Linked DNA regions of Sus scrofa: all the other regions are linked to region 1. A link is a contact called in public promoter capture Hi-C and targeted proximity ligation data. All regions are on one chromosome and are shown on one strand. The core of a region is the stretch at or near the end of the contact, and the rest is flanking DNA. Distances in the headings are between cores, read along the strand shown.

Region 1 (4,871 bases), core at 2,012-4,511:
GGGCCAGGCACCTGCGAGTCGGTCCATTTTCGGAAGAATCGGTACCCTGCCATCCCTCTCTGACCCTGCTGGCAAGTTCTCATGAAACACAAAAAACGTAGCAGAGCTTCTGATGACCACCAGCCTCAAAAAAACCTGGCAGCTCGCTTGGTTTCAGTTCCTTAGGCCCAGGAGCCTCACAGGCCACTCTGGCAAAATGCTGAGATCACACGGGCTCCCAAAGGCCCTCCCCGCAGCCACCAGCCCGACTGGCCTGTGCTCACATTACCATCCCGGCACACAGCGTAATTCACGCGCCAGAAATCTTGGGTCAGCTGGGTGTGCGCATGTCATGCCTCAAAAAAATCAATTGTGAGTAAATCCTGAAGGGCTCGAAAGGGACTTTAAAATCAAAACTTAGGGAGTTCCCACTGTCTCAGCAGAAACAAATCTGACTAGCATCCATGAGGACGCAGGTTCGACCCCTGGCCTCAGTCAGTGGGTTAAGGATCCAGTGTTGCCGTGAGCTGTGGAGCAGGTCGAAGACGCAGCTCGGATCTGATGTGGCTGTGGCTGTGGCGTAGGCTGGAGGCTACAGCTCCAATTCGCCCCCGAGCCTGGGACCCTCCATATGCCATGAGTAGGGCCCTAAAAAGAAAAAAAGAAAAAAAAAATCAAAACTTAAAACTTTAAATATAGGAAAACTTGGTGTGGTAAAAAAACCATTTGTCTCGCTGCGGGGGTTGGGGGGGTGCCCAGCGACCCCGCCCTGTGAATTCTCAGCAACAAGGACAACAGTGTCTTATGGGTTACGGGCTTCAACGGCGTCGGCAGCTCCCAAGTCCTCACTACCTGTGGATCCCTTCCTGCTTTTCAGGCTGAAATGTCTCATAAAATAAAAGACGGGAGTTCCCATCGTGGCGCAGCAGAAACGGGTCAGACCAGGAACCATGAGGCTGTAAGTTCCATCCAAGGCCTCATTCAGTGGGCTAAGGATCCGGCCTTGCCGTGAGCTGTGGTGTAGGCTGCAGACCGGCTCGGATGCTGCATTGCTGTGGCTGTGGCATAGCTGGCGGCTACCTCCGATGGGACCTCTAGCCTGGGAACCTCCATAAGCCGAGGGTGTGGCCCTAAAAAACAAGCAAGCAAATAAACAACAACAACAAAAAAACCACAACAACGAAAGGAGTTCCTGCTGTGGCTCAGCAGTAATGAACCTGACTGGTACCCATGAGGACTCTTGAGTTCAACCCCTGGACTTGCTCAGTGGGTTAATGATCTGGCACTGCTGTGAGCAGTGGTGGCGGTCACAGACAGGGCTTGTATCCTGTGTCGCTGGGCTGCGGCAGTGGCTGGCAGCTGCATCTCCAGTTGTACCCCTAGCCTGGGTACGTCCGTATACCACGGGTGCGCCCCTAAAAAGCAAAAAAAAACCCAAAACAAATTAAAAAAACAGTGACAACAACAGATAGCCTTTTAAAATTATGCCTCAAATAAGTCAAATCATGATCCTGTATACTTCAAATGTACGCAGAGGTGTACATCAAATATATCTTAATAAAATTGGGGGAAAAATAAAAGCGTTTGATAAAAATGTTAAAAATATACAAAATCATGTTTCAGAGTCCAATAACTCTGTTGGTTCTCTAAACTTTTTCACCTTAGGTGCTATTCTTTATGCTTCTGACTCAATACCAGCTTGATCACACACATCTCAAAAAAATCAATCTTTACATGGTAATGTCTTAGCTTTCTCATTTACACTGGCGACCTCAATGGTGTTTTATACATTTTCTCACTTCACTGGAGGAACCCACTGCAGTGTCCCACCAGGAGAGTTAAATGGCTGGAAACAAACATAAACAAAAACAAATGAGATCAGCCAACATCACAGCTTTTGGAGACCGGCTCTCACAGGCAGAGAGCAGAAATAATGGCTGTAAGTCGAGCCAGGGCAGAAAACAAGTCAAAGAAAGCTGTGATCAGGACTACAACCTGAGAAAAAAGTATTTGCCGAAAGAAGGGTGACTGGTGCTAGGCCTACAGGCTTGGGAATCCAGCAGTCAGGCTGACACCGTCCTACTGAGCAGCTCTCTGCGGGCAGAGGCTCCGGTGGCACAGTAGGAGCAGAGGAGACCAACTTTGCCGCCCTGTTCCTCCCACTCCCGAGGGACAGCGTCCACCCACCCCTCAAGTGTCGGCACTGGGTCAATTTCAGGCCTTTGATAGGTCTGGCTGGCCACTCGGGGCACCCGGACCGCAGACAGAGAGCTGTCAACCGAGAACCTACGGCACGTGGAGTGTCCTGCTCGGCTGGACCCTAAAACCACACAGGTGCACACAGGGCCACGGCTCCTGCGTACACGCCGTGTGCTCTCATTACCCTCCAAACTCCTGGCTGTAGCATCAGAGGCTGGTTCGCGGAGTTGTCTCCACCCTGCACCCCTCTGCTTTTGAGAAAAAACGGAGATCCAGGCGCTCTGGGCGACAGGCGCAGGACAGGCACCGCTCCCGAGCATCGGGGATCGGGAATCTGGGCGCAGACCCGCCCCGCCGCCTCACCTTCCTCGCTCACGTCGTCCACGAAGTCCTCGGGGTCGCTGAAGGAGGGCTCGTCCGCGCCACCGTCCTCCGCCGCGCCGCCGGGCTCCCCACCCGCCCCCTCGGAGCCGGCCTCGGCCGCCGCGTCCCGCGCCTGCCCCGTCTCGCCTGCGGCCAGGGTTGGGGGCTCCTCGGAAGGCGGCGGGGAGGCGCCGGGGGTCGCGTCCGTCTTTTGCTCCCCGTCGGCCAAAGGCTCGGCCGGCACATCAGGCCCCGGCCCGGCCTCCGGGTCCTCGCCGCCCGCACCCTCCAGTGCGGCTGGTCGCGCTGGCTCCTCCCTCGGAGGCGCCTCTGCGGTCGGCTCTTGCTGTCCGGGCTCGGCCCGCTGCTCGGACGCCTCGGGCGCCGCCACGTTCTCCGCGTCCTGCATGGCCCTCCGGTGCCGCCTCGCCCGGGCTCGCCGCGCTTCCGACTCTCCCAGGCCGCACCGCGCGCCTACCGCCGGGCCATGTGCGAGCGGTGGGGCACTCGCAGGGATGGGGGGAGCGCCCACGCCCCGATGCCGCCCCGCGCGTCTAGAGGAGCTCACCGGGTATAAATGTGTCCACTAGGGATTACGATAGCGCTCCCGTGATAAGTGCGTGCTCAGCTCCAATCACCGCCCCTGCTCTGTTCAGTCCACAAACTGTTTGGGAACGAAACTACCCCATGTAAAGTAGCAGATGGTCCCGTCCAACATGGCAACCACTCCCTTCCTCCTCCCGTCGGGCCTTACGGTGAAGGACTAAACTATTTGTGACGCCGCAGGGAGGTACCAGAAATCATTCCAGCACGCAGATGTGCATGAAATAACAATTGACGTTAAAATTAATATTAAATAAAACTTAAAAATTTGCAGGATATTTTGTTTGGGATATCTTAGCCTTTCACCAACTATTTCAATTACTAAGTCCCCCCCACGTCGGTTTTTAGACTCGTCTACTGACGGGGAAAAGAACGGACGATTCCAAAATATAACAGGAATTCTTAGCGAGCCATAGATGGCCAAAGCTACTAGAGGGACGACTGCCTGGCGCAATACCAAAAAAATGAGTGAGAGATGTTTAAATCACTCCCAAGCCCACCGCGGTGGCTGTAACTCCGTCGACCCCCATTCTGGGGATCACGGTGGTTCGGCCCGCTCGGGGCTCCGCCCCCAGACGCGCTAAAGAGCGCGGGTCTCGGGAGCGGGGCGGGGTCAGCCGCTGGAGCGTGGGGCGGGGCGGAGCCGGACTCGGGGCGGGGCCTGGATCGGGGCGGCTAGTGGGCGGGGCCGGCTTTGTGGGCGGGCAAGAGGGCGTGGCCGGTGTGGCCCGCGCGGCCGCAGGCCGGGTCTCCGGAGGTGCGGGTGTGCGGCGCCTCTGGGTTAGGTTTGCTTCGTCTGGAAGGTAATCTCAATTCGCATCTTGTGTTTTGCTTGTTGCCGGGGGTGAGGGCCACCGCCCATTAATCATTTTATGAAAGAAGACGATGGCTGCTGCGATGGGGAATGGGGAGTTGGAATTTCACGGGGACCAAGTTTGATTTCGAGAAGGTGGATGGTGGTGGCGCATGCACGACACTGTGAATGTACTTACTGCCCCGAACTCTACACTGAAAAGTGGCCAAAATGGTTAATGGAATGTTGTGTATGTTTTACCACAGTTGAAAGGGAAAAAAAAAGAGGTGTTCCGGTTGTGGCGCCGCGAAACGAACCCGACTGGTATCCATGAGGACGCAGGTTCGATCCCTGGCCTCACTCAGGGGTTAACGATGCGGCGTTGCCATAAGCTGTGGTGTAGGTCGTAGACCCGGCTCGGATCTGGCCTTGCTGTGGCTGTGGTGAAGGCTGGCATCTGTAGCTCCGATTGGACCCCTGGCCTGGGAACCTCCATGTGCTGCCGGTGCAGCCCTTAAAGAAGAAAAAAGAGAAAAGAACCGGGGTTTTGGGTGCCGAGCACAGGTTCTGAATCCTCCTCTTCTTTCAGCCTTGTAACTTTGGGCACTGCTTGGCCTCTGGGCCTTGGCTTCCCCACCTGTAAAGTGAGAGGTAGCCTGTAAACCCGCTTCACAAAGACAAGGTAATTTCTCCTGGCCGTCCTCATTATCCTCCTAATTTCTAGGTTTATCTGCTGTTTTCATAGATGATTTGGGCACTGCCTGCCCTGTTGTTCTAGAATGTGCTATTGGTGGCAATGAGTGAATAAGAAAAAAATACAGACAAGTGTGAAAGCAGCTGACGGTAGCTGGGCAGCTACAGGTTTCTTAGGGAAGACTTCTGCCTGCAGGGGCGCAGGTGTTGCAAACAGTAGCCACTCATTACTGCTTCCCAG
Region 2 (5,226 bases), core at 1,594-4,093, 570 kb after region 1:
CTACCCACCTTTTGGTTGTCGTGAACGTTCTGTGCAGTCTGCCTGTGCACACGTCTCCCCTTCTTGTGGCCAGCGACCAAGAAGTGGAATTGCTGGGTCACGTGGTTGTTCTGTGTGTTGTTTGCTTGTTTTGCCTGTTCTAGGGCGGCTCCTATGGCATGTGGAGGTTCCCAGGCTGGGGGTCAAGTCGGAGCTGTAGCTGCCAGCCTACTCCAGAGCCACAGCAACGCAGGATCTGGGCCACGTCTACGACCTACACCCCAGCTCACGGCAACGCCGGATCCTTAACCCACGGAGCGAGGCCAGGGCTCAAACCCGCCACCTCATGGTTCCTAGTCGGATTCGTGAACCACTGCGCCACGACGGGAACTCCGGTTGTTCTGTGTTTAACCATGTGAAATGCTGAGCTGTTTGAAAAGGAATCTACTTAGAAGATGAAAAAAGCAAACCAGAGAGGTTCTTTGGGGCACATGTCTGCGCTGGGTCTGGTCCGTCCCGGGAGACCGGGATTTTTTTCCTCTCGTTCAGTTCTGTGTCCTCGGGCAGCAAAGGGACTTTTCAGGGACGAGTGAGTGAAGGAAGGAACGAGTGAATAAAGGAACGAGGTGACCCAAAGGACTCTGGGAGAAGAGGACACCGAAGCAAGAGGAGAAGTCTTGGCTTTACAGTCCTGAAGCCGAGCTGTGCTCGGGCTACGCCGGAGCCCACCAGAGTCCATGTGTGTCCCGGAGGAGACCCCACACGAGTGGGCCCCGGCCCCTGCGCCCCAAACAGCCCTTTCCTCTCGCCCACCCCCCTTGGAGCCTTGGCTTCACCCTGGGGGACTGGCGCTTGGAACCCCTGCCTTCAGAGTTCCCATCACAGCGCAGCAGAAACGAATCTAACTGGGAACCATGAGGTTGGGGGTTTGATCCCTGGCCTCAGTCCGTGGGTTAAGGATCCAGTGTTGCTGTGAGCTGCGGTGTAGGTTGCAGATGCAGCTCAGATCCCCCGGTGGTGTGGCTGCGGTGTAGGCCGGCGGCTATAGCTCCGATCAGACCCCTAGCCTGGGAGCCTCCATATGCTGCACGTGCGGCCCTAAAAAGAAAAAAAAGAAAAAAGAAAAAAGAACCCCTGCCTTTACCGAAGTCCCCTCCCCCAGTCTCTCCCCGGAACAACATTCTCACCAGAGCAGCGCTCCCTCCACACGGTCGGTCGGAAAGGCTGAAACGGCCTGCTCGACGGGCACAGGAACAAAACCACCTGGGACGCAGGCCTGGGCCCAGCGCGGCCCCGCCCGAGGCTGCCGGCTGGGGAGCCTAGAGGGGCTTCGTGGGGGGTCGACGTGCCGGGGAGGCGTCGGAGCAGGGGCGGGGTGGGGGGTGCGCCCGGCCTGCCGGTGGGCCCTCCGCATCTCCCGGGGTGGGAAGCGCCCACGCAGGCCAGGCTGCCCCTCCTGCATCCAGAGGCCGCGGGCCACGTGACCTCCGCCCAGCCCCGCCCCTCTGCTCTCGGCGGGCCCCCGCAGCCTGTCTTTCCCGTAAACGATCTTCTGCTCCCCCAGAACTTTCCCCATCAGGAGGTGGGGTCATGGATGTCCCCTCCTGCAAGCTCGACAGGCCTCTGTGAGGCCTCGAGGGACAGGGTCCGGCCCAGAGACACTAACTGTCAGCTCGGGCAGCCGCAACGAACGCCTCAGAGCGGGCGGCTCAGACACCAGAGCCGGACCCCCTCGGTTCTGGAAGCTGAAGGTCCAGGTGCCGGCCGGACTGCTTGCTCCCGAGGCCTCGCCTGGCCTGCAGGTGGCCGTCTCCTCCCTGCGCCCCCTGCGTGTCTCGGCCCTAATCTCCTTCTTCCTGGAACACCTGTCGCACCGGATTAGGGCCCCTCACATGCCCTCATTCTGCCCTCGTCATCTCCCCAAAGCCTGTCTCCAGGCCAGTCCCCCTCGGAGCGCCTGGGGGTTGGAACTCCAGCAGGAGTTCAGAGGGGACCCTGTTCCCGCTCCCAGCAAGCGCCATCTGGCTTCTGAGGCTAGGATCCCTGTCCCCCGAGCACACGGCCACGGAGAGCCCCCCGGCCAGCCCCGCGAGGGTGCCGTCTGCCTTCCATGGGACTGGCTCTGCGCCGGGCACACCCACAGAGGCTCCTAGAACAGTCCCAGCAGGCGGGGGTCACCAGCAGTGCCAGTCTGCAGAGGAGAAAAGGGAGGCTCGAGAGGGGAGGTCACGTGCTCACGCTCGTGAAGGGTTCAGACGAGTTGGAGCCACACAGGTCCTGACCACTCTTGGCCAAGCACTTAACCATGCTGCTTCGGCCTGAGCCATCAGCCCCATTCGAGGCCTCCCCTGGCCCCACCCAACAGGCTGGTTCCACACCTGGGCAGGTACAGGGCCAGCAGCCCATAAGCAGCCCCATGAGTTACAGAAGGTACAAAACAGCACAGCCCCAGGCCGTGGGTTGTCCCCTGCCGGGGGGCGGGGGAGGGGCCCTGAGGGGCTAGGGGCCTTTCCAGGGGTGGAGGTGGGTCCCCAGGTGGTTGGAGAATCCTGGCGGCAGGATGGGAGCTGGAGCCAGGCCTCAGGGCCAGACCCCAGCATGCGCCCCTCTCCCCGTGGGACCCTCTGGGTCTATGTAGCTGGGAAGGCAGGTGACACAGGTGGGCTCTGGGCTGCGCGCCCACCCCGCCTCTCTCTGCCTTTGCTCCACGGTTTGCTCCGCTCCCCGCAGGGCCTCCCCAGCCCCATCTCCCCTCCCTCTGCAGACAGACACCGGATTTCCAGACCCTGGGGAATACAGCTGCCCCACAGCCAGCTGCTGTCCCAACTCCCGATCTGATTGGTCTAGCTCAAGTCTGGTGACCAGCCCTGGTCCAATCATCAGGGCCCAGGGAGGGCAGGGGCTGGGGGGGCACAGCTGGGCCACCACGGGCTGCTGGGTTCACCCTAAGACCAGCAGCCTGTCCGTGCCTTTGGACGAGACCCAGTGCTACAGCGGCTGTCTTTCCTGCTCCGCCCCCAAGGGCGATGGCACAGAGCCTCCTGGACACCGCCTGGGGCCAGCGGCCCCTGGAAGGTCACGGTGACTGCCATCTTCGGCCGTCTGGCTGGAGCTGCGGTGTCCAGGAGCAGGAAAGCGATAGGAATCCTGCCCGGTCGGCCAGCGAAAGAAGCATTGTGTTTGGTTCCGAGGGCCGGACTCTGGGGATGCCGGCGGTCCAGACCATCCCCAGGGACAGGCCGGGAGGACCTGCGGCAGCGCAGGGACACGTGGTCAAGGAATTGGAGGTGGTCAGCAGAAGAGGAGGATGAGCTGGCCACCTTCAGACGCCGGAAGGGCAGGAGGAGGAGCAAGCAGGATGTCTGCATCTTCAGAGGGCAGAACTCAACCAGCAAAAGCAGGTTTCGCCCAGTGCCCGCGAGCCCTGCTCCCCGCCAGCCCGACCGGCAGCAGACGGGGCTGCCCAGAGGTAGTGAGCGCTCCGTCGCTGGTGGTATTCAAACAGCACGGGACAGCTGTGGGTCAGGGACAGGGTACCAGGTGAGCGGCTGGCCCCCCGCTGCCGCAGGCGCTCCCCCTCTGATGGCTGCCGTCAGGGCGGCTCTGGGGTGACAGCATCTCTTTCTCCGTGAAACGAACCCGCCCGCCTCATCATTCCTGTCAGCTTGAGTCCCACAGTAACAGCTGTTAAGAAATCACATGTGTACCTTCTCAGGAGCTCTCTTGAACTTGGAGTGCAAATTAACTTCATGTGCTCTGAAATATAAAAGGTCACTTCTCCCACAAATTACAAGCTGGGAGCCGCCTGCCAAGCTCGTGAGCACATCCGGTTCCGCGGGGACGTCGGGGGAGGTCGGGCATCCACGCTGCTGCCACACTCACGAGGGCGGCTCTGCGTCCTCTCTCAAGGCCATCGGCCCCGGTCACAACGTCCTCCCAGGCTGCGGCCTCTTCCTCCCCGAGAGCCCTTTCCTACCAGCCTGCCGGCACCTCCTGGGGGCTCCCGAGGGACTGAAAACCCACCCGTGGCACGCAGAGCCAGACCCCCGCCCGGCCCATCTTCGTGGCTGCCTCCCACAGGCCGGGCGTGGCCCAGGGGGCTTCGGCCTCCCCACCCTTCCCGTGGCCCAGGCCCAGACGGAGGCTGCCAAAGCCCCTGGATGCCCAGCAGCCCCTCCCCCCCCCCTGCCCACCCCCGTCACCAGCACCAGCAGTCCCCTTACTGCACCACATCCACAGTCCTCGCCCCCGCACGGCGGCAGGACTCGGGCATCACTGCCAGGCCTGGCCCTTGACATGCTAAATAGGAGTCAAGGGAACTGAGCAAACGTTTCGATTCGTGGACCGGGTTCCCAACTTTTGGCCTTGCTATGAGCTCTGCGGCCCAGAGTGTCGCGCCAGCGTGCGTGCGTGCGTGCGAGGGGGGCCTGAGGGGCTGCTCGGCGTGGTGGGAACCCCCAGGGTGAAGTGGTGAGCCCGGGGCCTGGGGCCTTGTGGTCGAGCATCTGAGCTCGGAGGTTTCGGGGTCCGCCTCCGTGGGCCCCAGGGCTGACATCCTAAAGAGGTGAGCGTGAATGAAGAGGTGAGGCAGCGTCGCCGCCGAGTGCCCCATCCAGGCTGTGGGGAGGTGGGCCCAGGGTGGGGCACGGGCGCCTTTAGAGGGTTTGGGGGAGACCAGGAACCACGGGGAGAACAGCACGCCTCTGGGAAGAGGAGTCCTGTGTCCTCAGCCAGCTCCCGGTCACAGGTGGCAGGGAGCTGGGTCCCCCAGCCAGTGTCCATGGCAGCTAGGTGGCCAGGGAGAGGCAGTCGCTCAAAGGTCAGGTCATTCCCAATAGAAACTTCGGCCTGGTGCCGGGGGGCGGGGGTACCCACAAGCTCTCTAGCACCACCAAACTGACCTTAATTCCAAATCCCCATTACTTGCTCTTAGGGTTAGGGTTCGCCTTAGGGTTAGGTTTAGCCTTAGGGTTCGCCTTCGGATTAGGGTTAGGCTTAGCCTTAGGGTTAGGGTTAGGCTTAGGGTTAGGCTTAGGGTTCGCCTTGGGGTCAGGGTTCGCCTTAGGGTTAGGATTCGCCTTGGGGTTAGGGTTCGCCTTGGGGTTAGGGTTCGCCTTGGGGTTAGGGTTAGGCCAAGATGGAAGATGGAGTCGCACCTCCTTCTACTGACCAGACTGGGAGTGGCCATCAGTGGAGGTCGTGGGAGTCAGCCGAGGTCACAGCCTGGCCGGTCCTCATCCGGGGATG
Region 3 (5,249 bases), core at 498-2,997, 590 kb after region 1:
CGATACTGGGGTTGTTTAGATTAAGAGTTACGACGTCTGACGCGCTCAGAACAACGCCTGCACACACGAAGGGCCAGATAAACGGGAGCTGTTCTGAGTACTCCCCGGGGGGGACCAGGATGCCCCAGATGGGCTCTCGAGGGCAGAGGCCCTGGCACCACCTAGAAGCCCTGGCACCTGGCACCCTGGCACGCCCTGGCACCACCTAGAGGGGTTCGAAGGCCTCTGTCACCGCCAGGCAGAGGATGCTGCCGAAGACGCTCCCCTACACCAGACCCGCCTCCAGCTGCTCTCAACCCGCCTCCAGCGAGGCCTCCACTTGGGGCTTTTGTGATACCCTGATCGGTAACCCGTCCTCACCCCCCAGGTGGTCTGATACCTGGCCGGCCTTGAGCAAGAATCCCACCAGGTTTCCTTGGCTAGAAGCCCCAAACCCCCAGCCCCCCACCCAGAGGTTTCCGCGTAGTAGTTTCCCACCCCCTGACCCCACGCCGTTCCTCGGCTGTAAATTCCCACCGGCTCCTGTGGTTTTGAACACGCGCGACCGATCAGTGAAGAAAGGATGTTGCAGCCATCAAGCTGTCACATTACAGCCACCACGACGGTGCACCCAGAGGACGAAGGCCGTGAACGCTGAAATCACTTGGGGTTGATGGGAATGAGCCCAGACTTTGCATCACCCGCCCCCCCCCCCCCCACTCACGGAGAAGCACTAAATTCCTTTTTTCTTTTTTTTTTTTTTTTTCTCTTTTTGCCATTTCTTGGGCCACTCCCGCGGCATATGGAGGTTCCCAGGCTAGGGGTCTAATCGGAGCTGTAGCCACCGGCCTACGCCAGAGCCACAGCCCCACGGGATCCAAGCCACATCTGCAACCTACACCACAGCTCAGGGCAACGCCGGATCCTTAACCCACGGAGCGAGGCCAGGGACCGAACCCGCAACCTCACGGTTCCCAGTCGGGCTCGTTAACCACTGCGCCAGGACGGGAACTCCAAGCACTAAACGCCTGGAGAGGTCTGGTTCCTTAACGGACAGCGACCTCCCCACGCGCCAGCTACCTGGTCTTTGCGCGGAACCGCCCGGAGGTGCCGGCTCCTGCCTCACCTCTACGGAGCGGGCTCCCAGTTAGATGCTGGGCCCCAGGCTCGGGTCCTCAGCTTGGTGTGCCACACGAAACGTAAGGCTCAGCTTTCGGGGTGCGCCTTTCTTTTCCGCCCACCCGTGTGCGGGGTGAGCCCGGCTCCACACCGGGGTCTCCTGCGCGCTCTGTGAAGCGCCCTGGGCGGAACCCGCTTTCAGCGCCTTAACTGCGGTCCAGCCCTGGTTTTCTCTCGGCTCCCTGTGCTTGCAGCAGCGCCCTGGAACCCACGGCCAAGGGGCCAGGGACCCCACTGCGGCTCCCCGGTGACAGAGGAGCAGGGCCGCCGTCAGGAGCGCCCGAGGTCGCCCCTGGGGAGAAGCCGGAGGCCGCTCTACTGCGGGGCCGAGGGGCCGAGGGGCCGAAGGGCGAGACCGCCCTTGGGAAGAAGCTGGAGGCTGCGCTCCCGAGCTTGGGGCCGCAGCCCCTCGCGCGACTCGGTGCCCAGCCCGTCGCTGCTGGCGGGCGGGCAGCCCAGCGCCTCAGAGCCCAGCGGCCCCGGCGCGACCGGAAGCCCTGCGGGCTGCACTTCCGGCGGGGGCCGCAGAGCCCGCGGGCGCGTCTGGCGCTCGGGAGCGGGGCGGGGCCTTAGGGGGCGGGGCCGCGCCGCCACCGGCGTCATTTCCGGGCGCGGCCTGGTGAGCGCGGGCGGCATGGCGGGCGGCAGGGAGGGTAGGGGGCCGCGGAGGCTGGAGCGGGAAGGCGAGGGCGGGCGCCCCCACGGTTGGCGCCCCAGCCACGGTCGCCATCTGCCTCCTGGCTCGGTGACGTGCTGCTTCTCCTGTGGGGCCGGTGGTTTTCCCAAGTGCAGAAAACGGAACCTCAATGGGCGCACTGGAGGGACGGCAGGAGCGTGGCCACCTGCTCTGGCCTGGCTTTTGCACCTGCACCTGCGGCGCTTTCAGCCCTTCACCCCCCCGGCAGTGGCACCACCGAGGGCCCCAGGACTCAGAGCCTCGGGATGGGGTGGGGTCACAGTGATGCTTAACAGCAGGGGCCCCAAGCGCGTGGAAGAGGAAAGAAAAGCATATTTTGACATCCTGCCTCCTTTGCCTGGCTAGTTTATGTATACAAGTGTGTCTACTCAATGAATCTAGAAAGTTTTGGGCAAATGAGGCCTGTAAGGGTTAACAGATACAGGCTTTTGAATGAGCCCACTTGTATTTCTGTTTTAATGCCAAATGGTACTTACTCTGGAGCCCCAAGGCCATCTGATGCTGATTTACTCTCTTTATTCTTAACAAGCTGAAGGGGCCATTGAACAGACCCAACCATGGAAGGCAAACCATTGGTGATGTCGAAACAGACGACTGCGGTAGTGTGTGGCGTCCCTACCCAGGTGGTATGCACAGCCTTCAGCAGTCACATCCTGGTGGTGGTGACCCAGTTCGGGAAAATGGGTACCCTGGTCTCCCTGGAATCCAGCAGCATGACCAGTGACATCAGCAAGCCTGTGCTCACCACCAAAGTTCTTCTCGGGCAGGACGAGGTAAAGGGATGGGGGCGGGAGCCCGGTGGCTACAATTTGTTAATACACACGGGGAGCATCTCTGGGCAGACGCCCCCACGCCCACCGCCACCAGCCCTCGACAGCATTTTCCGGGGCCTCTCTGCGTCTGAGGGCATCCACCTGCCCTTGGTGGCTGCTGCTTCCAGCCCATCAGCATTTTATCCTGCAGACAGGCGGAGGTATTGATTTTGCGATGTAGGCCTCCCCTCAGTTTGACCCTGTCATGATACATTATGGTAATGACTGGTTGTGCATGCTTCGTTCTGGAAAGACCATCTGTGAGCCTTGACAGGTTGCCTCTGCAGACTTTCAGGGGTCCTTCCAGAGCAGAAATCGCCGGAAGAGACAGGAACCAGAAGCACGAAAGGGACAAGTTTAATGATGCTCCTTAGCAGTGCGTTTATGACTGGAGTGCCCTGAGTCTCTTTGAACCTGAGTTACTGTCACACTGAACTTACCAGGTGGTGACTGAATGGTTGGAAGCCAGGCCGGGTTTCTCGGGGGGACTAGGAAGGCATTAAGAAGAAAAGAGGTTGGACCTAGAAATTATCACGCCAAGTGAAGTCAGGCAGATGGTGAGATGCCAACCTCAAATGCTGTCACTTACATGTGGGATCTAAAAAAAAGGACACAATGGGGCGTTCCCGTTGTGACGCAGCGGAAACAAATCTGACTAGGAACCATGAGGTTGCGGGTTCGATCCCTGGCCTCGCTCAGTGGGTTGAGGATCCGGCGTTGCCGTGAGCTGTGGTGTAGGTCGCAGACGCGGCTCGGATCTGGCATTGCTGTGGCTGTGGTGCAGGCTGGTGGCTACAGCTCCAATTAGACCCCTAGCCTGGGAACCTCCATGTGCCACAGGTGCGGCCCTACAGAGACAAAAAAAAAAAAAAGGACACAGTGAACTTCTTTGCAGAACAGATACTGACTCACAGACTGAAAAGCTTATGGTTTCCAAATGAGACAGGTCGGGGGCGGGCAGGGGCTTGGGATGGAAATGCTCAAAATCGGGCTGTGAGGCTCATCGCACAACTGTAAATGTAATAAAACCCATTGAGGAATTTAAAATAAAACTAATTTAGAAGAAGACAAGCGATTTCTTGCAGTTAAAATGCCTTCTCTCTCTGCCCTCACCAGCCTCTCATCCATGTCTTTGCAAAGAACCTGGTGGCCTTTGTGTCTCAGGAAGCTGGAAACAGAGCAGTCCTCCTCGCCTTGGCCGTGAAGGACAAGAGCATGGAGGGAGTGACGGCCCTGAAGGAGGTGATCCGGACGTGCCAGGTGTGGTGACCCTGGGGCAGCCACTCCTGCTGCCCGTCAGGACCAAGCGGAAACTCAGACACCGTCTCGAGGCTCTGGAGACCCTTCAGCCAGAAGGAGGAGCGTTCTCAGGCTTTAGCCCTCGAAACCGGAAGAACCGTGCACATCTGAGGCCGACTGGTTTGGAGGCTGACACCCCCGGCGGAGGGAGGCGAGCCGAAGGTGTCCTAGGAGAGCTGTGAGCGGTTCTCTCCGGCTCCCGAGAGTGGCACGTAGTTGAGAGTTGACGGAATGAGTCATGGCCCCCGATGTGCAGGTCATTTGTTGGGGGAGATGTTTGTCTTATTAAAAATAAATGCACATTCCAGAGTACCTCACCGTCTTTCGCGACGGTGCTGAGACATTTCCGTCGCGCGGCGTAAATCCGCTGCGGTGGTCTCGGCCTGAAGCCCACAGCCTCATCCTGCTCCTCTGCCTGTGGCCTCTCTGAGCGTCCCGGTCCCCGGACTGCTGGTTGGTACCCTGGCCTCCGGAGCCACATCCTTGAAAGCTGGGGCCAGACACATATACCCCAGGAGGAGGGGGTCAGGCAGGGAGGAGGGCAGGGGGGGCAGGCTAGGCGGCGCCTCACTTCCAGAGAGGCCGGGACATGGGAGAAGCTGGGACCGGGACATGGGAAGCTGCCCGGCTGGGAGGCCCAAGGGCTGGGAGGGCCTGTGTGTGCTGAGGCCTCAGACGGGACGCTGAGCCCAGCGAGGGGGCTGAAGGGCTTCAGGGCTCGCGGGGTCTGCCCCTTGGAGATGTTCCTGGGGCTTGACCTCAGGGTGACGTGTCCACGTGGAAGGCAGCCTGTGGCCACCCACGCCTGTGACAAAGGGCAGCCGGGGACCCATCTGGGCTCCTTCATCCCTCCACATTCAGCGACCAGGGTCGTTTCTGTTTGACCCTTTGTCTCGTGAGAACGGGGGGTGGGGGGGACAGGAGAGTTGAGGTAGGAGCCAAGGTCGGTCTGGAAGCAGAGACCCACAGGGATCCTGAAACTGGGAGTTTAGCATTTGACTTCTTAAGAAAACTGGAGGTGGAGCTGTGTGTTCATGAGCCTAGAAAGGGATCTTTTTATTGGGTTTCTCCTAGAACCAACAGCCCCTGAAATCCTGAGTCTGGTTTGAGAAACCCCTGCCAAGTACTGGAAGGACCAAACCGCTGGTCCCAGGGGAGAGGAACTGGCAGAGGAAAGCGGTCTTCAGGGCGCTCCTTCCCTCAGCAGCCTGCCCAGGGCTCCTGGGGCTCTGCCCACTCGGAGGCCTCACCGCTGTCCAGCCCAGAGACAAGACACAGTTGGA
Region 4 (4,968 bases), core at 330-2,829, 620 kb after region 1:
GCCATCCCCCTGAAGACAGGAGGCTTGGAGCCTCGGCTCCAGACACGGCACACATCAAGACACCTGTGTGGCAACTGCTCTGCCGGCAAAACTTCACCAATGCCAGTGGGGGGAGGGAGTGGGCAGCCCCGCAGCCAAGCCTCCAGGCAGGGGCACCCACTGATCACCCAGAGACCCGGAAGCTCCCTGAGGCCAGGCACCTGGCAAGGGCTGGCTGAGTATTGGTCAACTGCTGAATGAACTCTTAAGTGGAAGATCCATTTTTGCCTTGGCTACAAAAGAGCTGTGCGTTAAGGTAAACAGGCAGTAATCATTAACGCGAGACAGAGCAGGGAACTTCCTGCAACCCCCAACACAGCAGGGCTCCCGGACTGTGGGCAGAATGTGGGCAAGCGCGCTTTGGGGAAGACTGCACAACACGTGGCGGCGAGGGAGCCTACTACTACGGAGACCGGAGACGGAGGGCACAGCGATTTGCTTTTCTAAGGCAGACCCGGGGCCGGAGCGAAACATTTCCCCTCCCGCCCGGTCCTGGAGAAGGCGTGGAAGCAGGCGGACCGACACTTCATCTGTTTCCTGAACTCAGCACAGGCAGAGAAAAACCCGCTTTTAGAGTTAGGGGATGGACACCCCCCCCCTTCACAGAAGGGAAAAAAAATGTGACGCGGGGCCATGGGGTTCGGAAGTGACGCGTTCCGGGTCCCCCTCCCCACCCCAAGCTTCCACACCGAGACCTCCCTATGGGAACCCCGGAAAGTGACATGGTGGGCGAGGGGCCTTCTCGCCCTGCCCACCCTCGGGGTGGCGGGGACCGGGGCGCCGGCAGCGCTGGGCCGGGCCAGCGCGCCTCCAGGGCGGGACCGCACGGCCCAGCCGGGCAGCGCCCAGGTGTGCGAGGCCCCATTCGGCCTGGCCGCCACGCGCTCCCCTACACGTGGCCCTCCGCATCGCCCCCGCTTCCCCCGGAGTGCATCTCCCGGGCCTGCGGGCAGAACTGGTGGGGCGGGCCGGGCAGGGGCTCCGGCGCCGCCGGAACGCCCGCGCTCCCCACCCGGCCCTTTCTCGGCCCGCCCCGCCCCTCTCCGCCCCGCGCCCGCCGGCTCCGAACGCGGGCCTGGGGTCGCGGGTCCGGGGCGCGCTCCCCCAGCCCAGAAGGAAGGCCCCCAACCCGCGCGGCGCTCTGGGGCCGGGACACCTGACTGCAGGTGCGCCGGCCGGGCCGGGGCTCCAGGCTTCGGCCCAACTTGGCCGCGGGTCCAAGGTGGCAGTGACTCAGCGGTGGGCGCCCCTCGTCCGGTCCCCTGGCCCCTGGCCCCCGGCCCCCGGCCCCCGGCCCCCGGCCCAGCCCCGCCCGGCCCGGCCGCTGCTCACCTGGCGTCGCGCGGGGGGCGCGGGCGCGCGGCGGCTCCTCGCGGGCACGCGCTCTCCTCGCGCTCGCGCTCACTCTCGCGCTCCCCTTCGGCGGCCGCCGCCTCCGCCGCGCGCTTGGGATCGGACTTCGCTAAGAACAACAAGTTCCCCCGGCCGCCCGCCGCCAGCCCGCCCGCCCGGCTCCCCAGCATCTGACACCGCTTCCGGGATCGGCGTCGGCGCGCGTCACGCCGCCCCTCCCACCGACGGGCCCGCCCAGCCGACGCACGCGCCAGCGCCCCGCCCACCCGAGGCTCCGCCCGCCCGCCGCTCCTCGCGCCAGCGCCCCGCCCCCCGGAGCCCAGTCCGCGACCCACCTGTGCCCGGCAGGCAGGATGGCCCCGTGACCGCAGGTGTCGAGCGCGCCGCTTGGTGGCGGCCCCGACGTGCGCTGCGCCCCGAGGGGCGGCGTTCGTCGCCTTAAGTACAACTGGGCCAGGGGCACCCTCATTTCCGCGAGTTCGCCCTCTCTGGACTGGGGAAGGGCAGGCTCTGGCTGAACCCCGTATTCGTTACCTCTGGCGGTTCCCGCGCATCCTTCAGCCTCACCAGGGCCCTCGGAGACCCTCGCCGTCCCCAGGGGTGGTCACAGCAGGTAGAGCCCACGACCGAGGTCCAGGTGGTTTTATCACCCAAGAGGAGACGGGTTCATGGACACACACCTCCCTGTCTGCCAGGTGAGCCAGCCCCACAAACGAGGAGAGGGTGTCTGGTGTCCCCCCCAACAGACATGCCCATCTGTCTTTTGATTTCCCGTCTTTCCACCAAAAAATGGGTTAAAAGAACAATTTCTATCAGAAAGACAGTGGCAGGGGCCTCAGTGTCCAGGGGCTCCAAGACCCCCTCCCCCCAGCCTGGGAACAGTGCCCCCCTGAGGCCCGCTGACAGCTGCTGCGGGGAAACAGGCGGGCACAGGCAGAACCCGGGTGTTGTCCTGGCCTCAGGTCAAGGCTGCCCCTGGGGAGAAGCACGCTCTCCTGTCACAGATGGAGGACAAAGCCGAGGAGGTGACCTGTCCAGTTACCAGGCCCAGCCCCCCCTCACCCCCACGACTAGGACACTTTCTGGATCCCTTCTCAGAAATAATGAGCTACCTCAGTGAAGCCACATGTCTGAGTTCTGAATAAAGATCGAGGGAAACTCGCCAAGGCTCTGCGAGAGCCGGCCGGCCTCCCACAGCCCGGCTGTGTCTGTGGAGGGGTCCTGGGCACCTGGGGTGTACCCTGGGAGACGAAGCGGAGAACGTGCCAGAGGCTTGCGGGTCATCCGCTTGCAGCAGGCACCACCACGGGGCCCCCTCGAGCCGCTTCGTGCTCCGGCCAGTGTGGGCTTCCCCCCCGGCCCCCCTGCCCTGCCCTGCCCTGCTGGTCGCCCGTGCCTGGTGGGGCATCCAGGTTGGAGCCTCCACGGGAACAGCTGCCAATAAACACAGCAGCAGGGGCAGCCCATCTCTCCAGGATGTTTTCAGAGAACTTGCTGGAATTCGAAAGGTGTTTCCCCTTTCTCTCGGCCCACACCCTCCGTCCTCGGATGCAGAGCTCGGGCCGCCCGCCGCTTTGTGGCCCTCTGGCCAGGCCACCGCTGTAGTCAGGAAAACTGACTTTCAGCGGGGTCCTCACTTCCCTACCTGGCTGCCGCCTCTTCGTATGAACGTCGGTTACGCAGAGCATCCTCTAAATATTCTCGCTGATGCCGCGAAAGCGGGACTGAGAGGCTGGATTAGGTGGAGGTGGGACGGCGGTCCCACTCGCGGGGTGACTCTTCACGTCATTTCACCTCTGAGTCTTAGCTTCCTCAACTTTAAAAGGGGCTTGATGAAATAGTGTCATCACTGCTGCTGAGACAACATGATAGCCGTTTCGCAAAAGGTAACATTGGAGCCACAGTTCAGCCCTGTGGCACACCAGTATACGTTTCTAATGGATCAAAGATTTAATTTTCTTTCTGTCTTTTTAAGGCTGCGCCCTCGGCACATGGAGGTTCCCAGGCTAGAGGTCGAATTGGAGTTACAGCTGCCAGCGACGCTGCGGCCACAGCAGTGCTGGCTCTGAGCCGCGTCTGTGATCTGCACCGCGGCTCACCGCAGCGCTGGACCCCTGACCCAGGGATCGAGGCCAGGGATCGAACCCACATCCTTATGGATTCTAGCAGGATGTGTCTCTGCTGCGCCACGACGGAAACGGCAAAGATTTAACGTTTTTAAAGAGAAACCATGAAGTGAGGAAAAGGGTCTGGAAGTGGGTGGCGGTCGCTGCACAAGAACCTGAATGGATTTCAACCCCCGAACGGAACACTCAGTAAGATGAAGACGGTGAGTTTCACGTTCTGTGCATGTAACCTCCAGAGTAACAAAGATGAGGAGGTCCCGTCCTGGTGCAGTGGAAATGAATCCGACTAGGAACCATGAGGTTCTGGGTTCGATCCTGGCCTCGCTCAGCGGGTTAAGGATCTGGCCTTGCTGTGAGCAGTGGTGTAGGTCACAGATGCAGCTCAGATCTGATGTGGCTGTGGCTGTGGAGTAGGCTGGCTGCTGCTTTTCGGATTCGACCCCTAGCCTGGGAACTTCCATATGCTGCGGGTGCAGGCCTAAAAAGACCAAAAAAAGTCATTGCAAAGCCATTTCTCATCTGTCAGAATCCAAAAATCAGGCCACTTGATTGCAAGGCTGATTGCAAGGCTTGGGGAACAGGTCCTTGAGCATGAGTGGTAGGATGGTGGGGGTGCAGGAGAGGCAACTGGCAGCTGCTGCTTCTTCTTTGTGGCTGCACCTGTGGCGCGCAGAAGGTCCTGGGCCAGGATCGAACCTGTGCCACAGCAGTGACAACAGCAGATCCTTAACCGCTGCGTCACCAGAGAACTCCAGCTTTTTCCATACTTAATTGGACCTTACTTGTCCTCAGACCCAGCCATCCCACTTCTAGAAAGCTGTGCCACAGGAGTTCCCGCTGTGGCGCAGCGGGAATGAGTCTGTACCATGAGGTTGCGGGTTGGATCTTGCTCAGTGGGTTAAGGATCCGGCGTTGCTGTGAGCTGTGGGGTAGCTCGCAGACACAGCTCGAATCCCATGTTGCTGTGGCTGTGGTGTAGACCGGCAGCTGCAGATCCAATTCGACCCCTAACCTGGAAAGTTCCATATGCCGTGGTGCAGCCCTAAACTTCCAAAAAAAAAAAAAAGAAAAAAAAATCTGTGCCACAGGTGCACCTGGTCACAGGTGAAATTGAGGGTGTGTGAGCTTATCGTTGTGGCATGGGCTGTGATAAAAGAAGATGGGAAACGACCACGTTGCCATCATTAAGGGACAACTAAACAAATTGTGGGACACCTGTATGAGGGATTACTCTGCAGCTGTGAAAAAGGAATATGCTGATACAGAAAACCCAACGGTCTGTTGTAAATGAGAAATCAAGGTGCAGAATTGGGGTTATGATGAAGGGGGAGGAAGAAAAATGTATCCCGTCAACCCTCCGTATCTCCAGGTTCCACAGCCTCAGATTTGACCAACATCAGATGGAAATATTCAAGGGAAAAAATTCCAGGAAGTTCCAAAAAGTGAAATG
Region 5 (4,829 bases), core at 1,371-3,870, 530 kb after region 1:
CCAGGCCCAGGGGCTACCAGCCCATTTCTTGGGTGTGCAAGCCCAGGCCAGAGGCCTGAAAGCAACCTTGACCCGCACTGCCCCACTCCTCCACCCCCCCCACCCCCCACCCCCCCCCCGCACCAGGCAAGTACCCTGGCTGCCCAGAGTCAGGGCTGTGCCAGGAGGGGCTCAGGGGCCAACTGGAGGGGCAGAGTTGGTCCAGGAACCCAAGGATCCATCAGCTGGTTTTGCAGAGAGCACATCACAGAGTTGCGGGCACAGGGGACTGGAGGCGGGGCGAAGGCGGGGCTCTCGCGGCTCGGAATCCTGGCCCCCGAGACCCCCACCCCAAGCAGAGGCTGCGCTGTAGGACTGCAACCTTGTCCCCTCGGTCTCAGCTGGGTCGCCCCTCCCCCCAGGCCGCGCCAATTGGCGGCCTGCGTGTAAGTCATTAATTCTGTTACAGAGACGCCGGGCGCCGCCGCGAGGACAGCTGTCATGGACTCAACACGGCTGCTCCACGCCCCCTACCGCACCCCCAGACCCAGAGCAGGGGAAAGGACGCTGCTTCTCGCTCACCAAGGCTCTCTGATCGCCGGAGCACGCGCGCGCTGGAGGGCGTCAGGGTCTGGCAGTGACAGAGGGGGCGGGGTCCGTGGCCAGCCCTGGGGACAAAGCCCCCGAAGCTGCTTGCGCGCGTGGTTCTGCGGACGGAAAGATGAGAACAAGCTCTCCGTCTCCCAGGTCCCCCAAATCTTCAAATCCACTCACGGGGAGCGCTGAGCTTTAGGGTGGGTGGAGTGGGAGGAGAAAACGGAACCCTCCTGGGCCTTCGGGGTGCGAAGGCTCCGCTGGAAGGGGGGCCACGGGGACACTGCCTCCTGCCGGCACGTGCGGCTGTGGCTTCACCTCAAAACCCTTTCAGGGGCTTCGCGGGTCCCCTCTACTCTCCACGACCCCGTAGGCGGCTCCTGGAGACCACTGCACCCCCACTGCCCCTCAGACGGAGCGATGCTGACCCGCTGGCGGGGCGGGTGAATGGGCCGCGCGTCACGGCGGGGGCGGGGGGGGGGGTCTGCTCACTGCCGGCAGTCTGGCCCCAGGGACCCCACTCCCACCTAGCGGAGGAGGACTCAGCTGCGGACCGAGCTGGAATCCAGTGAGTCGGGGGGCGGGGGTCACAGGCCACATCATGCAGTTTGGGAAGAGAAAAAGTTGAGGGGGGGGACCCCCCCAAGACTGGAGAGGAAAGAATGGGAGGAGAGCAGGGGGTGTGGGGGGAACAGCGACAGGATAAGGACCATGAGAGCTGGGGAGGGAACCAGCTCCCAGCCTGGGGTCCCACTACACCCCGCAGCCAAGCCCAGCGGCTTCCCCGGCAGAGAGAGGTTCGGGTCATAGTCGCCCGTTAATAGCCTGGAGCCGGGTCCTTCTCGGGAGCTTGCCAGCTGCGGGCAGAGCCGAACGACCGGACTTGGGGCGGGGGGGGGGGTGTCCTGTAACACCCCCTCCAAGGGCTCCAGCGGCGGGGGGGCGGAGCAATGCTCCCTCCGAGCGGACTGTGCCAAGGCTAGGCACCCCAGTCCGCTCCTTGCCCGACCTCGGCTACAAGATGGGGTTCCAGCTGGGGGGGCAGTCTCCGCGACAACGTGGCGCGCCCCGGCTACCGCTGCTCGCTCGCAGGTTAGACCACCTCCAACTCCGCTCCTTGCCTATCCCGCCCTTCGTGCTCACAGAGCTCAGAAAGTTTCGGGGTCCCCTCGGCGCCTCCTAGCCCAAGGGGTCCGGAGTCCCGGCCCTTCGGGCCGCGGCGTCGGGGAGGGAAGTTTGGCCGGCCGGGGCTCGGCGACTGCTAACTTCGGGTGCGCCCGCCTCGGAACCCGGGAGCAGGGGGCGTCCAGGAACCGCGGACCCAGCGCGCCACAACCAGAGCCCCACAGGCGGGGAGAGTCGGCCCCGGCGCGGACGCTCAGGGCAGGGCGCGGGGACAGGAGCGGCCAGGGCTGCGAATGCCTCTGGGGACCCCGCGCCGCCCCCACTGCCGCCGGGGAGAGCATCTTCCTCTCCTCCCCCAGGGGCGGGCACCCGCTGGCCCTGCAGCTGCGGTGGAAGGGACCCCCGAACCGCAGCCCCCTCCGCTACAAGCCCCTTCCTACCTGGGCAGGAATGTGGGCCTGGGGCTAGAGGCACGGTCACGGGCGAGCGGAGCGCGCGCGCCCAGGTCCCCGGAGCGCGGCGGCGGCGGCAGCGGCGGCTTCCCCTCCTTCCTCCTGCTCTTCCTCCTCCGGCCTCGCTGGCTCCAGACAGTTCTCCTCCCCCTCGCGCCCTGCCCGCCCCTCCCGGAGCCCGCCCGGCTGGGCTCGGCCTGCGACGGGAAGAGGAGCGGAGCTGGCGGGGGCCCGGCTGCGGCGCTCACTGCGTCAAGCGCCGGGCGAGAGCGGGGCGGCGGCGGAGACAGCGCGCTGGGAGCCGAAGGCCGGCCGGGCGGGCGGAAGAGCGGCAGCTCCGGCTCGGGCTCGGGCTCCGGCTCCGGCGCGGGCGAGGTGGTGGCGGCCGCGGCCGCGCGGAGGTTGTAGCACATTCTTTCCCTGCGAGATCGAAGGTTTCGTGGAGGAGCCTGAGCGGGGAGGGCTGGAGGAGGGGCGGGGGACGCGGGCGGGGGCGGCCGGAGGCGCGGGCGGCGGCGGTGTGGCTCCTGCACGTCGGTGGACTGGGGGTGTCCGGAGGGTGACACGGGAGGGGAAATTAGAGCATGCTGGGGGGCGGCGTGGGGAGCCCAGAGGCATCCTCGCCTCTTCCTTCTTGCTCCCTCTGGGCGCCCCTGCCCCCGCCCCAGGCCACTGTTGGAGCAGAAGCCCCCGAAGGTCTAGGAGTCCGGACACTTGGTGGCGATGGGAGCTGGGCACCTGGGGGAGAGCTGTGCACGCGCGTGCGGGCACAGTCGTGTGTACACACACCCGGGAACCGCGTGGAAGTTGACCCGAAGTCAAACCCTATGTGGGCGCGCGCGTCCGCGAGTGCAATTGCACGGCACGCAGGGGCGCGCGTTTCCGGGATCAGGAGGGCCCTGCACGTGCGGGGGTGGGAGCGACAGGGTGGTGGCGCCCTCCAGGACTTGCCCTCCCCTAGATCGCCAACACCCCCAACACTCTAGACCTCCCACTGCTCGCCGCGATCTCCCTAGGGGGAGGGGGAGGGTTGTGGGCTCCGCCAGGCTCCTTCCGATGCCCCGGAAGGTTCGGTTTAGCGGATTTTCCTCCCACCGACCCCTCCTCACCCCTTCCCTTTCATTCGCCTCTCGAATCCCCGGGGGGTCTGCAATCGCTCGGTCGGCCTCTAAACTGGATTCTAAAGCCACAGCCCTCTTGTCGCCCCGAGCCCGCACCCGCAGCGGCCACACCGCCTCCCGGGGCGGCTCCCACTTCCCACCGCCACTGCCCAGCCTGCGGCTTGCGCGTTGGGTGAAAATTCCAAACCAGGCTCAAGAGCGCCCCCGCCCGGCCCGGCCCGGCCTGCGCGCCGCTTCCCGAGCCTCGGTGTTGGAGCTGCTAAGCTGGGACCTGGGCAGGCGCAGGCGCGACCCTCCCGCTACGGCCGGGTGAGCAGCGCCGGTCCCCACGTCCTGCCCGAGCCCGAGAAGGGGGACAGAGGTGGCGGGGTCGACCTGCGAGCGCGCAACGAAGGGCAAGAGGCGGTTGGGGAGCCAGAGGCGCCCCTCCCAGAGTCCACACCAGAACAGGCGTGGGAGTGGCACCAAAGGCGGCCCCCCACTGAGGACGGGCGCGCGGGGTTCTGCTTTGGGGTCCGGTCCGGCAGCCTCTCTGCAGCCCATAAACTCCATCCAGCCTGCAGCGCCAGCTGCCCCCCTCCAGCTCCTCCCAACCCCACTTCACTCCTCCACCAGACTGGGGTCCCTGCGGGAGAGCCAGGACCCCAAAGGGAGTTTGGGGTGGAGGGCGTGCCGCCGGCTTTCCCTGGACTCCCGGACTAGGAGGATGACCCTCGAGGGCCGAGCCACTGCCTTCAGGCTGTCCTGTCCCGTCCCGGGGCCCTCGGACCTCCTGGGAACTGGATGTGGGGGAGAGGCTGGCCTTCGGGCTCACTGCTGCCGAGGTCCCTAACTGGGTGCACTGCCCCTCGGTAGCCTAGACCAGCACCCAGCGCCCCATCGTACCTTCTCTGCCCCCAACTCGCCAGGGCCTTGCAAGTCCCTGACCTGATTCCCCAGCAGCCACGCTCCTGCCTGAGGGGGGCGTCCTGCCGGGGAGCCAGGCCTTTGCCGCTCCTGCTCCTTGAGGTGTTGAAAGCTGTCCTTGGCGGCTGTGAGACAGGCCAGACACCCCTCCTGCTGGGAATGCGAGGCCCCAGGGCAGACCCGGGGGCAGGAGGCAGAGGAAGCCGGGTTTCTCCGGCTAAATAAAGCCGGAGCCTCTCTCCCTGGTCTGGGCGCTGGGAGGCAAGCTTCTCTCTCTCCCTCTCCCGCAGACACTCATCTCCTCCTGAAAACCCCCACGCAGCCTGTTGTAGACACACACACTCCACCCACACACTGCATGTCTACACACAGCCCTCATCTCACCCCTCCAGCCCATCCCCCCACCAGGCTGTGTGAGCAGGAGCTCCCTCTTTCTCCCACCCTCGGAGAAGCCCAGCGGCTGGTGGGGTGGCTACAGCCAGCTGGCTGCAAGGGCAATCCCACTCCAAACACCCCCAAGTCCACAGCAGACACACGCACCCCCACGTGCCGAGCATGTGCTTGCCGCCTGCGTCAGTCCACTCTGTCCGCACGGCCACGCTAGGAGCGAGTGGTGGGAACACTCCCCACGTCCTGGGGAGGCCAGGACGCT

What was found. Promoter capture Hi-C pulls out the DNA fragments that hold promoters and counts their contacts.
Region 2: a contact with region 1 is called in a promoter capture Hi-C map of fetal skeletal muscle, with 9 times the contacts expected there. A contact is called at or near these places in 1 of 5 promoter capture datasets (fetal skeletal muscle), 6 of 47 Hi-C or Micro-C datasets (embryonic fibroblasts, heart right ventricle, mesenteric adipose tissue and 3 more) and 1 of 2 datasets of targeted methods (skeletal muscle).
Region 3: a promoter capture Hi-C map of fetal skeletal muscle shows a contact between it and region 1, with 6 times the contacts expected there. A contact is called at or near these places in 2 of 5 promoter capture datasets (fetal skeletal muscle and liver), 5 of 47 Hi-C or Micro-C datasets (embryonic fibroblasts, mesenteric adipose tissue, omental adipose tissue and 2 more) and 2 of 2 datasets of targeted methods (alveolar macrophages and skeletal muscle).
Region 4: a contact with region 1 is called in a promoter capture Hi-C map of liver, with 6 times the contacts expected there. A contact is called at or near these places in 2 of 5 promoter capture datasets (fetal liver and liver), 3 of 47 Hi-C or Micro-C datasets (liver and skeletal muscle) and 1 of 2 datasets of targeted methods (skeletal muscle).
Region 5: a targeted proximity ligation map of alveolar macrophages shows a contact between it and region 1. A contact is called at or near these places in 2 of 5 promoter capture datasets (fetal skeletal muscle and liver), 11 of 47 Hi-C or Micro-C datasets (alveolar macrophages, embryonic fibroblasts, heart right ventricle and 5 more) and 1 of 2 datasets of targeted methods (alveolar macrophages).

Annotation. Positions count from the first base shown.
Region 1 is chr3:1,643,852-1,648,722 of Sscrofa11.1, reverse strand. It overlaps EIF3B (a long non-coding RNA gene), which reads right to left and starts at 3,261. Exons shown (of 19, transcript XR_002342196.1): 1 at 2,542-3,261.
Region 2 is chr3:1,072,513-1,077,738 of Sscrofa11.1, reverse strand. No RefSeq gene overlaps it. Among named protein-coding and RNA genes, the nearest start is that of MIR9817, 9.8 kb to the right of the region's middle.
Region 3 is chr3:1,051,214-1,056,462 of Sscrofa11.1, reverse strand. It overlaps PSMG3 (proteasome assembly chaperone 3), which reads left to right and starts at 1,747. Exons shown (of 3, transcript XM_003124248.4): 1 at 1,747-1,777; 2 at 2,385-2,628; 3 at 3,784-4,278. The coding sequence starts at 2,413. The coding sequence ends at 3,936. It overlaps LOC106507351 (a long non-coding RNA gene), which reads right to left and starts at 1,672. Exons shown (of 3, transcript XR_002342192.1): 1 at 1,106-1,672.
Region 4 is chr3:1,019,977-1,024,944 of Sscrofa11.1, reverse strand. MAFK (transcription factor MafK) reads right to left here and starts at 1,579. Exons shown (of 3, transcript XM_003124249.6): 1 at 1,372-1,579.
Region 5 is chr3:1,114,334-1,119,162 of Sscrofa11.1, reverse strand. It overlaps ELFN1 (protein ELFN1), which reads right to left and starts at 2,620. Exons shown (of 2, transcript XM_021085970.1): 1 at 2,139-2,620.